2 separate regions of the Lactuca sativa genome follow, and region 1 is linked to region 2. Evidence: chromatin contacts called from public Hi-C data. All regions are on one chromosome and are shown on one strand. The core of a region is the stretch at or near the end of the contact, and the rest is flanking DNA. Distances in the headings are between cores, read along the strand shown.

Region 1 (7,149 bases), core at 2,469-4,968, 400 kb before region 2:
TCTTCATCATTGATGCTTTATCTTCAGTTATATGCTGCTTCACAGAGTTAGATTCAACATGCAGCTTTAATTCAAGGTGACTAAATTCTCTCTCTTTATTATTGTGTTTAAAAAACACAATATATCTATTATCAGCAAGTTTTTTGGTGATTACTCCAGTCCACCACTCAAAATCATAAAAAGCATCCACTTTCTCTAACAAAACAAAATTTGTATCCCTAATTGGAGGGGTTGAGGGGCGAATGTGACCATCATCTACTGTGACTAATCTTGCTGTTCTCTTCCAGATTTTTTTTTTTACCCAAAAAGAAAAACAAAATCAGAACAAAATTACAAGATAAAAAAATAGTAAGTTGCAAAATGGAGAGTTGAGTAATGAGTTTCAGTCAAGACTATTATATAAGTTTATGTTCATAGCTTAAAAAGAAGCCATTTTAGGGTTACCCAATATGAGGATCCATATTGAAGAGATTTTTGTACGTATTAGATGTTCAATTAACTTTATCTCAAATGCGTTTAATTTCAGCAATATGAAAAGATACATATATAAAATTAACTTAACAAGATATTAGTTTTAAAAGGTTAAAATTAATGAGGTGATTAAGGGGTTGATGGCATGCATACATATTACATAAGTTGTTGTCGGAAGAAGAAGAGTTGAAGATTCACACAAGGGATTTTTGGGGTTTCAATAGCTACAAAAATGAGAATAATGCTTTCACCATGTATAACCATATAACATATGTATGCTTTAAAGATACTAAGAAAATTTAACTTATTTCTTTATTTTGTTACTAGCGAAGTGGTGGATGCAATATAGATTGTGAGCACTGACACTTAAAAAGTTTGTATTTAAGGTGCTAAGTCTTACAAGTAGAAGACTTAGCTCATCGGGGTGTGAGCATAACTAGAGAGCATTTGAGCATGTAAGTAGCTCATTAATTTTAAAATCGTTAGAAATATATAAATATATTATAACTTATAATATTTGCTAATGGCTATATTTTATTTCTATAGCTTCATTCTAAAAAAGAAACTAACGACAAAAACTAAATGATTTAGTTTACATAAAATATAATTCGGACTTTGATAAGGAGGTACGACATGTGCGATACGGTTGACCAATCATATATTGGACGACTCAAACGCTCAAGATCCGAACGAGTGGTTGGGGGAGGAAGAAGATGTTCTCGTGTTTGAGGGTGATGACTTGAGAAGGGATGTAACTGCAAAGGCTATAGGCCTATAGGGGTGGATGAGAAGCTCAAAATCTCTAGAGGATAACGTTTGATAGAAGATAAAGGGAAAAATGATGTTGTTGGGGCTTATAAAGAGGTTGTGGAACAAGTAGTGGAGAATGAGCCCGAATACGACGAGTTGGACGATTTGTAAATCTTATTTTAGAGTCTAAAAATAACACATTTTTTTGTCATATTCATGTTTTAGAACTTATTTGATCTAATATTATTGGTTTTTAGCTTATTTATTAGTTATAATTGTTAAAATATGAAATAGTCATAGGTAGGTTTTCGCAATTTCCTTGCTATCGATAACACTGAATTTCTTCTTCCTTATTTTCGTATCTAGGGTCTGGGTGGATTTTAAATCTGAAAAATGAAACCATAATAATGTTTGTTTTCTATGGATGTTTTCTTCTAGATCACCTAAACTTCACTCAGTGTTGTCAATAGCACTCGCTATGATTACTATAGCGAGGCGAGGCAATGGTGTGTCGCTATGGGGTTTATAGCAAGGTAAAAGCAACGTAGCAATATAAAGTTTTTTTTTGTTTAATCTGGTAAATCAATTTTTTTATAAAATGGCAAAATCAATTGCCGGAATGTGTTTTTTCCGATCGGAATTGGTCCAATTTGTGATTAGGATCCCCAATTTGGAGTTTGGATCGCTGATTTCGATATTGGTGGGAAAACCATCGATCAGAAGAACAAGAAAAAAAAAAAGTTGCGCTTCACAACCTTTTCGATTTCGTTTGTGAATTTTGATGCTTTGATTAATGCTTACAATCAAGGTTCTAAATAACGTGAGGTGTGGGCTTGACAGGAAGGTAAAAGTTAAGCCATGGCGAGACTTAGCGAGCCATGACGTTTTTCATGGTGTGACTATTTTATATACATTAAAAAACATAAATCATATAATGATTTAATTTTATCAAATATATCAAGTTTTTAGAAGTGTTATATTAATATTTATTATTTAATATAAAAAAGTTAACAACTTAATTATTTTAGGCCCGATCAGAAAAAACAAAAAAAAAAACTCGCACCATAACACAAAAAGGCACGCATTGACTCGTTATTTGGGCGTCACGCTTAAAAATCCCGCATTTGACGTTTTCGCAACGGCTACACCACACCTCGCGCCATGGCACATCTTGAGGCGCGCCATGGCATGCTTTTTAGAACCATGCTTCCAATAGATTCAACTGATTCTATATTCCACATTCTTGTACTCCTATTCTAGAATTCCTTTAATTGACTATACCATAAATCCAGTGTTACAACTTTTGTTCCAGTTTTCTATTATGTTTCCTGTTTAAAGTATTAGTTGATGGAAATTGGTTTGAAGTGTTAGAAGTTCTATTTTAAGTAACCTTGAATTTTTGTTTTTACATAAACTGTAATTAAAACAAACAGGAGAAAAGTATTCTATATCAGCTTTAAAGGTTTTTCTTTTTCCAGATTTTTTTACACTTTGTTTTGTTTCTTTCTTTGTTGTACACCTATGTATTTATAATTTCTTTCCTTCTCGGATATAATTTGAATTCTCATTGTTAATCAGTTATGTAATATTCATGTTTTAGAACTTATTTGAGTTAACATTGGTTTTTAGCTTATTTAGTAGTTATAATTGCTAAATAGGTGAAGGTGAAAATAATATTAATTTTTTAATAGGCAATCGGTAAATTGATTTTGGTGGAGTTTGGGGAGAAATGAAAGTTTCAGGCTCCATGAATGGTAGAAACTCGTATGATTGAGAATTTGGGATTTAAGGATTGAGATGGTGAATTTAACTTAGTCTCATTGAGATGAGATCAAATCACATCTATGAAATCATCAATACCATGAGAACCTTCGATGGAAACCATACTATATGTTTGAAGCTTCTTATTGGGGCCCATGGCTAGTTAAAAGGGTAAAGAGATGTATGGATTCATGGTGGGATTTTTTTTAAGGGAATGAAATCTATCATGAACAAATTTCTAAAGCATTTGAATATTGGATGATTGATGATCAAGTTTGTAGAAAGGTTTTTGGAAGACGAAAAAACTTAGAAAAAAACATTGGAAAATGTACCATCGCGAATTAGAAATGGTAATTAATCATTTTCATGGTTTGAAACATTGATTATGAACTACAGAAAAGAGATTACCAACTTATCAGAAAATAAGAAAAAGATTACCGGAGCACAGAGGCGGAGAAGAAAGCAGCTCGTCGACGGCGGCAGGTGGCGTCATGCAATGTTCGATTACAACGTCAGGGATGATGACTGGCAATTACGAGCTTGAAGCTTCCCTTTCCCCCTTCACGAATCCAAGTTCAGAGCTCAGAGGGTAGACGATTTCCGACTTCGGCTAGCCGCTTGACTCTCATCCGTCGATTACCGGAGGCAGGAGCAGCGATTTTCAATTTCAAGTGGGAGATTGAGCAGCGATTTGATTTCAAAGTGACGGCAGTGAAAGTAACAAAACCCTAAAGAAAAAAAATAAAGAAAAAAAAGATCATTATTAAGTGTAAGATTGTCTTTCCACAATTAGTTTTATCTAGTTTTATCCAGAAACATATTAGAGTATGTTGTATGAGTCATCGTAACGCCGGTAAGGCTGACGTGTCAGTTTATAACAGCGTGGTAACATCAAAAGCATCATCCTTTTTTTTTGTTGCATCTTGTTTGTGTTGCTTTTTGTTGTCTCAATGACAAGAAGAAACATGATCATTTGTTGGCTATCAAATTATCTCTCTCCTCTTAAAAGGGTGTTATAACACTATGAACACTAGGGATGTCAACGGGGGCAAATGGGACGGAGAGTGTTTTGCCCGCCCCCGCCCCCGCCCCCGGAATATTCAGACTTTCTACCCCTGCCCCCGATTGATTTTGGGCTACCTTTTTTTGAGCTAAAATAAATTGTTATTTAGGTTAAAAGAAGCTATTTTTTAGGTAACAAATAATTATTTATAGTAGTATTTTACATGTTAAAAATAAAAAAATTATAGCATTTAAAAAAATTATACTAACAACTTAAAAACATGTTTTTGATGAATTTTGGAAGCTCAAAATCATGTTATTGTTTATTATATTTATATAATTAACATATGTAAATATATGTGTAATTTATAAACGGGGGCCCCATGGGGGTTTCGAGACGGGATTGCCTACCCCCGCCTCCGCCCCCAAAAATAAAACAGGGGTTAACCTTGATCCCGCCCCCGCCCTCGGTTTTTTAAAAAAAAAAAATCCCCCAAACGGGACGGGGCCCTCACGGGAACGGGGTCCCACGGGACTTTTTGACATCCCTAATGAACACCACCCCCTCTTCTTGTTGTTTCTTGTTATAACATCACCTCAAGTTGTCCATACCTAATATTCTTATATCTCTAGTAGGGATGTCGGGGTAAACGGTAGGGGTTGCATTTCCCGCCCCCGAATTCCCCTTATTGCCCCCGTCCTCGTTCTCTTGCCCCCATTATTTTTGGGACATTTTATTTGGGTTAAAAGAAACTAATTTTTAGGTAATAGTATTTATAGCACAATTTTACATATTCTAGACAACTTAAAAACATGTCTCTTGTAGAATTTTAGCAGGTCAAAATCATGATATTATTTATTATATAATTTGTTAGTAGAACCCTATGGGGGTTCCGGGACCCATGTGTAAATATATAATTTGTTAGCGGGACCCATGGGTGTTTCGAGACGGGATTGTCCGTCCACAAAATTAAAACGGATGTTTACCTTGCCCCCGTCCCCACCCCCGATGTTTTCAAACAAATATCCCCATACCAGACGGGCCCCCACAGGAACGATGTCTCATGAGACTTTTTGACATCCCTAATTTCTAGGAACACTCATACTATTATCGTTTGGTTTTGCAACGACGAATAGTATCAGCGCAATGTAGCAACAACAATTAACTTCTTTCGGTTATTAGTTCTTTTTCGTCAGACGATGAATAGTATTTCATTGAACGATAGCCTGTAGAAAAATAATCACTTTTAGCAAATCATTTTTGATTTGTGAGTATTTTCCTTTCGACGGTTGTCAAATAATTTATTTTAGTAATTGTTTTTTTTTACGATTAGTTTTATACAAAAACATTTATGTTTCTAATACACAATTTTAAGATGTAAACTACTACTCGATTAAATTCTCCAGATTTCGATATTGATTTTATGAATTTACGAAAAATTGAGAAATGATTATTTAAGTGTAACAGCCCGGATTTCCAGGTATCTTTATTGTTTTGATTTTTGATGTTTTGAGAGGGGACTCGGCGAGTTGGAGCTCAGACTCGCCGAGTAGGGTCGCGATTCTGGACGCGGGATTCGTCTGGACTCGGCGAGTCCACGCTGTTTAATGAAACCCTAAATTCTCGGGTTTGGGACCTATTTAAAGGGCCTTATGGCCGTCATTTGCACCCATCAGTCCATAGAGAGAAACCCTAAAGTGCCTTAGCGATTTGAGAGATTTTTCATAAATTGGAAATTTTTTTGAAAAATCTACCCGATTTTTGAAAAATCTTGCAACTTTCACCCGAAAAGTCATAAATTTTTCATAAATTGGAAATTTTTTTGTGGCTTTTTCGTGATTGTTTTTCCGTGCAAGATTTTTGGTGATTCATTTTTGGTACACATCAAGGGGAGTATTGTGAAGACTATTCCTTGGGCGCTTATCATCCTTAGTGAGTTTTATAATCATTTTTTGATTATAAAAAGGGGGAGAATGATGGGTATTCGAAGCTTTTCGGGTTTGTCGAATATTCATTTGTGGATTTGAAGACCGGTGTTACTTCGAGGGGGAGTTTGGTCTTGATCGCGCTAGCTCGTTGGATATTAAAGCCGGACATCCAATCCTAACTTTGAGGGGGAGAATGTTAGGGTGCAAAGTCATGCTTGGATGTAGTGTTTTAGGCTTTCCTCTTTGTATGTGTAAATGGGTTGAGTCTTTCCTATAAACAGGAAGTGAGTGACTCCCATTATGTAAGAGTCCATTTGGAGTGTTATACTAGAGAGAGAAATTGTATACAAACTCATTTGTATAATCTTTCTAGATCTAATAAGAGCTTACAAAGATTTATTTACTCCTTGTGTTCTTGAATTTGAATGATGAATCACTAGATCTTTCTAATTTCGCACATGCCATCATAATCAACACCAGTACAATTGGTATCACAGCTTGGTTTTCACGATCAACGTGACTTTTGAAGAACGATTCTCGGTTTGGCAATTTTTGTCGCAACTTGAATAATTTTGGTGAGTCTCTCTCTATGATCTCTCATAATATTTGATTCGTGCTTAACGTTTTTGATTTGTGATCGTTTGTCTCGTTGGATCAAATTTTTCTTGAAAAACCCCATTGATGATCCAATATTTTTTTTTTTTGATCAAGCCTAAAAACACTGTATGATTTTGAGCCCAAAATTGATTTCAATTCTATTCATCAAACTTGTTTTAGCCCAAAATCTCAAATAAGATCCGATTCAACTTACTGTTCATGATCTCGTTTTAAAGCCCAATAACAAATATAATGATCCAATCACTGTTCATTCAAAGTTTAGTCCAGATTTATTGCAATTATGTATTGACGGACTCAAGTCTTGGAAATCCTTCATCGATTCATTCACATCTGATATTGATTTCAAATCAAAATCAAATAAAATTTGTTTGCCGGAATTAATTGGCATCAAAATCATTGTCAATCGCTGTTACTGATTCGTTTCATTTTTTTTTATTCTCAAATCTGTGCATGTCATATCTTCCGATTTCCATTCGACTTAAATTTTCAATCTCATTCTTGTTTATGATATTGAGTCAATTTTTTTTTAAATCGAACGTTATTGCACATCGTTTATTGGTTTCATAATCGATTGGAATCTATTTGATGTTTTGATTTGTGAATTGTGTCTTGAAATTG
Region 2 (7,130 bases), core at 3,175-5,674:
CAAATTAATTCTTGATCAATACTAATTAAATAATATGATTTCTCAATTAATATATTATACTCATAATATATTAATAAATCACAAATAACCTCTTTCTCAAATATTCATCCTATCAAATTGCTTTGGTGAAAGCAACCCAAAATGACCATGCTACTATCGGGTCAAATACATACCAATTATAGTTATGGGCTTAGACGCCTAATCCAACACAAACAACCAAGATCTAGTCTTTAAGTCTCAAAGGAACCAAGAATGCATCTTTCTCAGCTAAATCCATTAAGTCCAAGTCCCCAATCTTCAAATTTGAATCAACATGATATATAGATGGATATAGTTTCCAACTTTATCCATAATAATGTCTCAAGCTTTTAAGATCTAAACTTTAATACACCAAAATGACCTAAATGACCAAGATAACTTGCATTGCTGAAAGGGAAGGAAAAAGATCAAAACTTTCCTAGTTCATGAGGTCCCATAAAACATTATAAATTGATCAAAAGGTATTGTAGTCCATATCTAAAACATACAATGTTCTTGGGACTTAGGAGAGTAATAAAGTTTCAAAATTTATTCTCAACTCTCACTCAAAACTCATTAAAATGGACCAAAACACCAAATACACTTAGATCCAAGATGAAATGCAATAAAGCTTGTACCTTATAACTTAAAAAGGTCTAGAAGGTAGATGAAAGTTGAGATCTTTAACTGCCAAGCTTCAATGATCAATCTTGCATGAAAAACATTGTTCTAAAACCAAAAAAAAAAACTCCAAAAATGGATGAGAGAAGAGAGAAAAGGCTCAAATCTTTGAAAATGGAGGGTAGGGTTCTCCCAAGGGGTTCTAGATATGATGGAGACTAAGAAAATGGCCTAAAACATGAATCGTTACCTTTAAATACCTTGAAAACCTTAAAATTTTCGTAGGCTTGGGCTGCACAGTTCTCACCTCGTGACAAGTTGCTTGTCATTTTGTGAGGACTCTCATGCCGTGCCACATTTATGTCACCTCGTGAAGACGGGTTTTCACCCAATTTCACTCTAACTTCAAACAATCATAATTTCTTCGTTTCAACTCCGTTTTCAACGTTCTTTCTATGCACATAAAGGTATTGAAGAGTCACACAACTCCATCTAATTACTTTTGACTTAAAACATACCGTACTAAAATCCTTAATTCATGAAAGAAATCTGAAATATCACTCTTCCCATTTTACCCATTGACTTCAAGACACAAACCAAAGGCTTAAATCACATAACCAAATGTATCAACATCCAATAGGGTCTAAACCTTATTTCCTTGAAGCCCAATGCCTTTATTTGATCATATCATAAACTAAGCTTAAGATTTCATTGAAGTTCCATTGAAAGATTGAAACCATCAATTAGCTCCCTAGAAGATACTAGTCACATGTTTTGGATTCATTAGCTCAATACGAGTTTAGGAAATGCAATTACACGCTAAATCAAACATTAAATTTGTTTGCTAAAGCTTAAAATTAGTCTCATCCATTTCTAGTGTTTGAATCCTTCCAAAACAGGATTTAATTCCAATTCTAACCTGTACAGGAGGAATTGCAACTTGAATTTTATCCTTAGTCTAGAGTCCTACTTTAAAATCTGTTTCTTAACATAAATCGTTGTTATTCTTTTAGACTAAGTCTTTGTATGTTTTTTTTTTTTTTTTGAACAGGAAATCAGTAAAGATTTTTATTTATTTATTTATTTTTTGTTTGTTGTTTAAATCAATAGAAACTTCGTTCTATTTAAGTAAACAATCATATATGTTTCAATTATCATTTTAAAGAACATTAGCGGAGTGTGGAATAACATAGCTGGGGTCTCGAATGAGATTCACAAAGTAGGACTGGAAATTAACGACATTTTCAAAAAGGAGGTTGGGAATGGACAAGATACGTTATTTTGGCTAGATACCTGGTGGGGAAACGAGACCTTAAAATCAAGGTTTCCGGAGTTGTTCAATATTGAATGCAGGAAAAGTTGTTTAGTCAATGAACGCATATCAGGTGATGGATTCACATGGAATTGGAAATCGGATCCCATGGCACCAGATCTGAATCGAAACCTAATACATCTTGAAGGATCTTTGGGGAAATTTCGTATATCAAACAGATTGGACACTTGGAGTTGCAAAATTGGTACGAATGGGTTGTATACGGTGGAGGATCTCCGGAAAAAAATGGACGAATTTACCCCCACCTTACCAGGACCTAGAATTGAATGGTTGAAAGAAGTCCCACTCAAAGTGTTGTGTTTCATTTGGTGGGCCAAATGGGGCAGAATCCCATCAGCACAGGCATTGGAAGGTAGAGGTGTTCAAATACCCTCAATAATTTGTGGGTATTGTCTAAATGGTGTTGAATCTGTAGACCATATTCTCATTCAGTGCGAGTTTGCAGTTAGTGTGCGAAATTGGATAATGAATTGGTGTGGTATCAATCCAGGAGGTATCGATAACTTAGACACACTCTTACACTTTGTAGCCAATTGGAGCCAGTGCACGAAGAAGCGGAGAATACTTACGCTGATATGTTATGGCATGATCTGGAGTATTTGGAAAGCCCGAAATGAGAGGATCTTCAACCAGGTGAAAAGGAGGCCGACTCAGGTTATGGATGACATACAAGAATTGGTTCTCTATTGGTTAAAATATAGGGGATCAATGAGGCATATTCGGTGGTGTGATTGGATCGTGTCTCCATTTGCTCATTTTTAAGTGGTGTATTTCTATATTTCCTTCTTTTCTCTCATGTAATCTTTCTGTTGTATTTTTCTTGCTGGGCTCATCTAGTTTCTTGCTAGGTGTGACTCTTTTATAAAATCGATAGCCGTTTCCAAAAAAAAAATATTATATATTTATTGTTATTTATTTGTTAGATTAAACTCAAACCGACGCAAATGTATCTCATTTATAATTAGTAACAATGCTAATAATAATATAGTCTATTCTCACGTTTCGTTTTCCTCAACGATATTAATTATTTGTAATAAATAGAAAAACTTTCAACAAAAGATATCCCGCATTTACATATTTAATTCACTGCCAACCCGAAAATATTTATTTAATTCATTAACAATTCAAATATATATATATATATATATATATATATATATATATATATATATATATAGTTAGGTTCAAATGTTTTCACTATCTATTATGTACATGTATGACTGATTCTGGACCAATCATTTTAGTTATTTTAAGAAAGTAATTAATGTATATTAAATGCTAAAGATGTAATTAATATTCATTATATCTTCAACATGTAATATGCATTAATTACTTTCTTAAAATAACTAAAATGATTGGTCCAGAATCAGTCATACATGCACACAATAGATAATGAAAACAAAATAACTAACCCTATATATATATATATATATATATATATATATATATATATATATATATATATATATATATATATATATATAACTCATTATATTTTGTGGTTTAATTATTATATTTAAGTTTAGTTAAGAAAAACCATCCAAATTTGATAATTTTTATATCCACCATTTTGTTGTGCTATACTAGTTAAAATAGAAACTAACTTTAGTGTATCAAAGTTAATCAAAATTTTCATAAAAGCATTAAAGTTGGCAATTTTCTATGGTAACGTCTTAATAAGTTGCAACATACCAAAATTGATAATATAGAAAAAATATCAAACTTAGATGATTTTTAATGAAATAACTTAAATATATTAACTAAACCATAAAATGGACAAAATATGACATATTTCATAATTAACTAATTGTGAGACTCATATATTACATGGATTGATTAAAAAATATCAAATATTAATATGTAAATATTAATCATGTTTAAATAAGTATGTCTTTCAATTTATACAAATAAAAAAACCATTGACATATTTTAAAAAAATCATCAATCACAAATTTTAAAAATTTATTTGAATTTGGAAATTTTGAACTTACTAAGAAAATGAGTAATTACTGAATTTGTAAAGAAAACGAGTCAATTGGATTCTTGAAATTGTAAAACATTTATTACATAAATAATAAATAAAAGAAATAATAAAAAAACAAAACACCTATAAAACATCTTGTGGTAAAATTTAATTAAAAATAACATAGATACATACAACATTTTTTTTTCATTTATTAGTATAAGATTTCAGTTGTAATTATTTTATTATTTTATATAGAAAAACCTTCATAAAAAAATTCCGAAATCTATATATTTATTCATTACAAACACAAAATTGTTTTATTTTATTTTGTTACATGAAATTGTTTTAGATTTTTTTTTTGAACGGCAGTTTAGTTGGTAATTGTTGATATTGAATAAATATATAGTACATATTTTTTTAAGTTTTCATCTTCTTCTATAATTTTAAAAAATAAAAGTCGTTTACATTGAAAAGGTTTCGGGTAATCCATCTTCTCCTCCAAAAAAAAAAAAAAAATCAAGAAATCCAGACAATAATGGTGGAGCAGAGCTACCAGATTAATAAAAACCCTACCCTATCTCTCGAAGCATCAGATAGCTGCTTTGCTTTGCTGATCATCTTGTTGACACTGTAGGTCGAAGCAATTATCAAGCTTTTTGAGCATCCAGTTCTCGTATCCCCAAACTAATTTAGGTTTTCGATTCATTTCGCGTAACGGTATATACATACGTCTTGTTATATCTATAGATTGGTGAAACGCGTAGGCACATTTGTTCGAATCCATCCGTATTCAATCCATTTCCAGCTTTTATCATCACCAATTTTGAATACCCAGATCAGATTGATCATATACCGCTCCTGCTGCTCCCCTGGGTGTTTAGGTAACGTCTGTGTGAGAAACAGAGAAGGAGAAATGGGAGTATGCGGATCGAAGGAAACCGGTTGCGTGCGAGTTGGATTCGGTTCTCGGAAGAAGAAGAAACATGAAGATCGTTCAGATGGAGACGCAATACCGAAAGTCCGTGAAAGAAGAAGAAGAAGATTAGGGAGGAAGAAAACAAACGGTGTTACTAATCGCTATTCATCTCGGAGCAAAGTTGATCCTTCTGCTGATGCCTGTAATTCCATTGATCGTTCTTATCGCAACCCTACATTTCAAGGTAAATTCAAAATCTCCTTTTGTCACTTTCAGATTTTCAATCCACATCCAGTTTCAGATTAGGGTTTCTGATTTACACCTACATTAGTTGACCATTGCTTGGTAAAAACTGTTTATTACTTTTTTTTTAAAGCAGCTGCAAAGAGATGATTCAAGAATCTGAGAATCATTCATAGCTTTAATTGGGTATCTGATTACATTATTATGATTCTTCATTCTTCAAGTTGAAATTATGACTTTTATGATTTTATCCCAATACCCCTACAACCCCTCTAAAGGCTATGTCAATTGGTAGCTACCATATTAATTAAAAAGGGTTCCTTTCAACTCTCAGAATTAGGGTCCACTCTTGATTCCCATCTTTAAATTTCTTTCTTCTGTACTTTAAATAGATCAAAAAAAAAACAATCATCTTAAATTATTTGATTTTCATCAGGAAGTACAGAATGGTTTGATACTGCAACAGGGATTGAATCTGATGGCGATGAAGATTTTTACAGCATTCAAGATGGTAAGAAGTTTTTGTCAAAGATTTTTACTAAAATTACTAAAGTTTTGATTTTGATTCATGGGTTTTCTTAAAAACCATCTGAAAATTCACTAATTATGATTTTCTTGAAAAAAAAAAATTCCCAGATACTGTATCTCAAAGCAGTTCCATTAGTGCATCAGTAACTCCAAGATTTTCTGATCATGTCAATGGTGCTTCCTTTTCAACCTCTGAATCACTAACAAAACCGAATGACCTGCCACCTGTCGCCACATCAGCTGGATACGAAAACGGATCTCACATTTTTGGATTACAAAATAATTGTCTTCCATGTCTTAATTGCACAACCTCAACAGATGTAAAGAGCAAATCATCATGTTCAAGTCCTCAAAGTGCTAAAAAGAAAGTAACTTCAAGACTTTCTTTTAAATGGCGTGAAGGCCAATCAAATCTTTCAATTTGTAAGACTTACTTATAACAATATTATGATTATTATACAAATATAAAGCATTTAGTTATTGTTTTAAATATTTGTTACATGTTTTTATATGTTTCAGTGTCACCAAAAGCTATATTGCAAAGACCAATTGCAGGGTCTCAAGTTCCATATTGTCCAATAGAGAAGAAAATGTCTGATTGTTGGTCAACGCTTGATCCAAATACTTTTAAAGTCAGAGGACATAATTATATAAGGTATAAATAATTATAAACATAAGAGTTTTTACTTTTTAGTTTTTACACATTGTTCTTTTTTTTTCTTTTTACAGAGATAAAAAGAAAGAAAATGCTTCAAATCAAGCTGCTTTTTACCCAATTGGTGTTGATGTTTTCTTATCTCCTCGTAAAATTGATCATATTGCAAGATTTCTTGAACTTCCAAAAGTTGAATCATCTGGAAAAATCCCTCATCTACTTGTTGTAAATCTTCAAGTATGTCGATTTCTTGATTCTTTAAACTTTGATGTTTAAATATCTTTAAAATTGACTATTATAAGTATGATTGTCTGATTATTTTGATATCAAAATGATTGGATTTGGATTTTCGAGAAGCAGATAACAAGTTGTTGAAAGAAAATTGATTATGATATAAATGCAAAATTACCTACCTGTCCCTTTTCGATTATTGTACTCGCAATAATTCATTTCAAAATGCACATCCAAAAACCGTTTCCTTTCGAGACAAAATCTGTAAAAATGTGTGAAACTCAGGGACCAAAATCGTAACTTATTCGAAGATAATAATTTCCTTGAATTTTGTGCAGATACCATTATACCCCCCTGCAATATTTCAACATGAATACGATGGAGAAGGAATGAGTTTTGTTTTCTACTTCAAAATCTCTGAAAACTACGAACAACTCCCAATCCATTTTCAGGAAAACATAAGGGTAAAATCGTCATTTTTCACAAACCTTTTTTTCACTCCACTATATATTGATTTAAATACCTTTTCAAATACAGAAAATAATCGATGATGAGGTGGAAAGAGTGAAAGGATTCCCTGTAGACACGATTTCACCATGTAGAGAAAGATTAAAGATTT

What was found. Hi-C and Micro-C count contacts between places; a contact is called where the count stands out from the background.
Region 1: a Hi-C map of leaf shows a contact between it and region 2, with 5 times the contacts expected there. The contact joins the promoter of LOC111901403 here to the promoter of LOC111901400 in region 2. A contact is called at or near these places in 3 of 4 Hi-C or Micro-C datasets (leaf and seed).

What each region holds. Positions count from the first base shown.
Region 1 is chr3:176,856,462-176,863,610 of Lsat_Salinas_v11, reverse strand. LOC111901403 (DUF724 domain-containing protein 2) reads right to left here and starts at 3,718. Exons shown (of 6, transcript XM_023897248.3): 1 at 3,421-3,718; 2 at 1-273. The coding sequence starts at 3,475.
Region 2 is chr3:176,461,649-176,468,778 of Lsat_Salinas_v11, reverse strand. LOC111901400 reads left to right here and starts at 4,424. Exons shown (of 9, transcript XM_023897245.3): 1 at 4,424-5,098; 2 at 5,534-5,608; 3 at 5,734-6,048; 4 at 6,145-6,280; 5 at 6,355-6,517; 6 at 6,850-6,975; 7 at 7,049-7,130. The coding sequence starts at 4,852.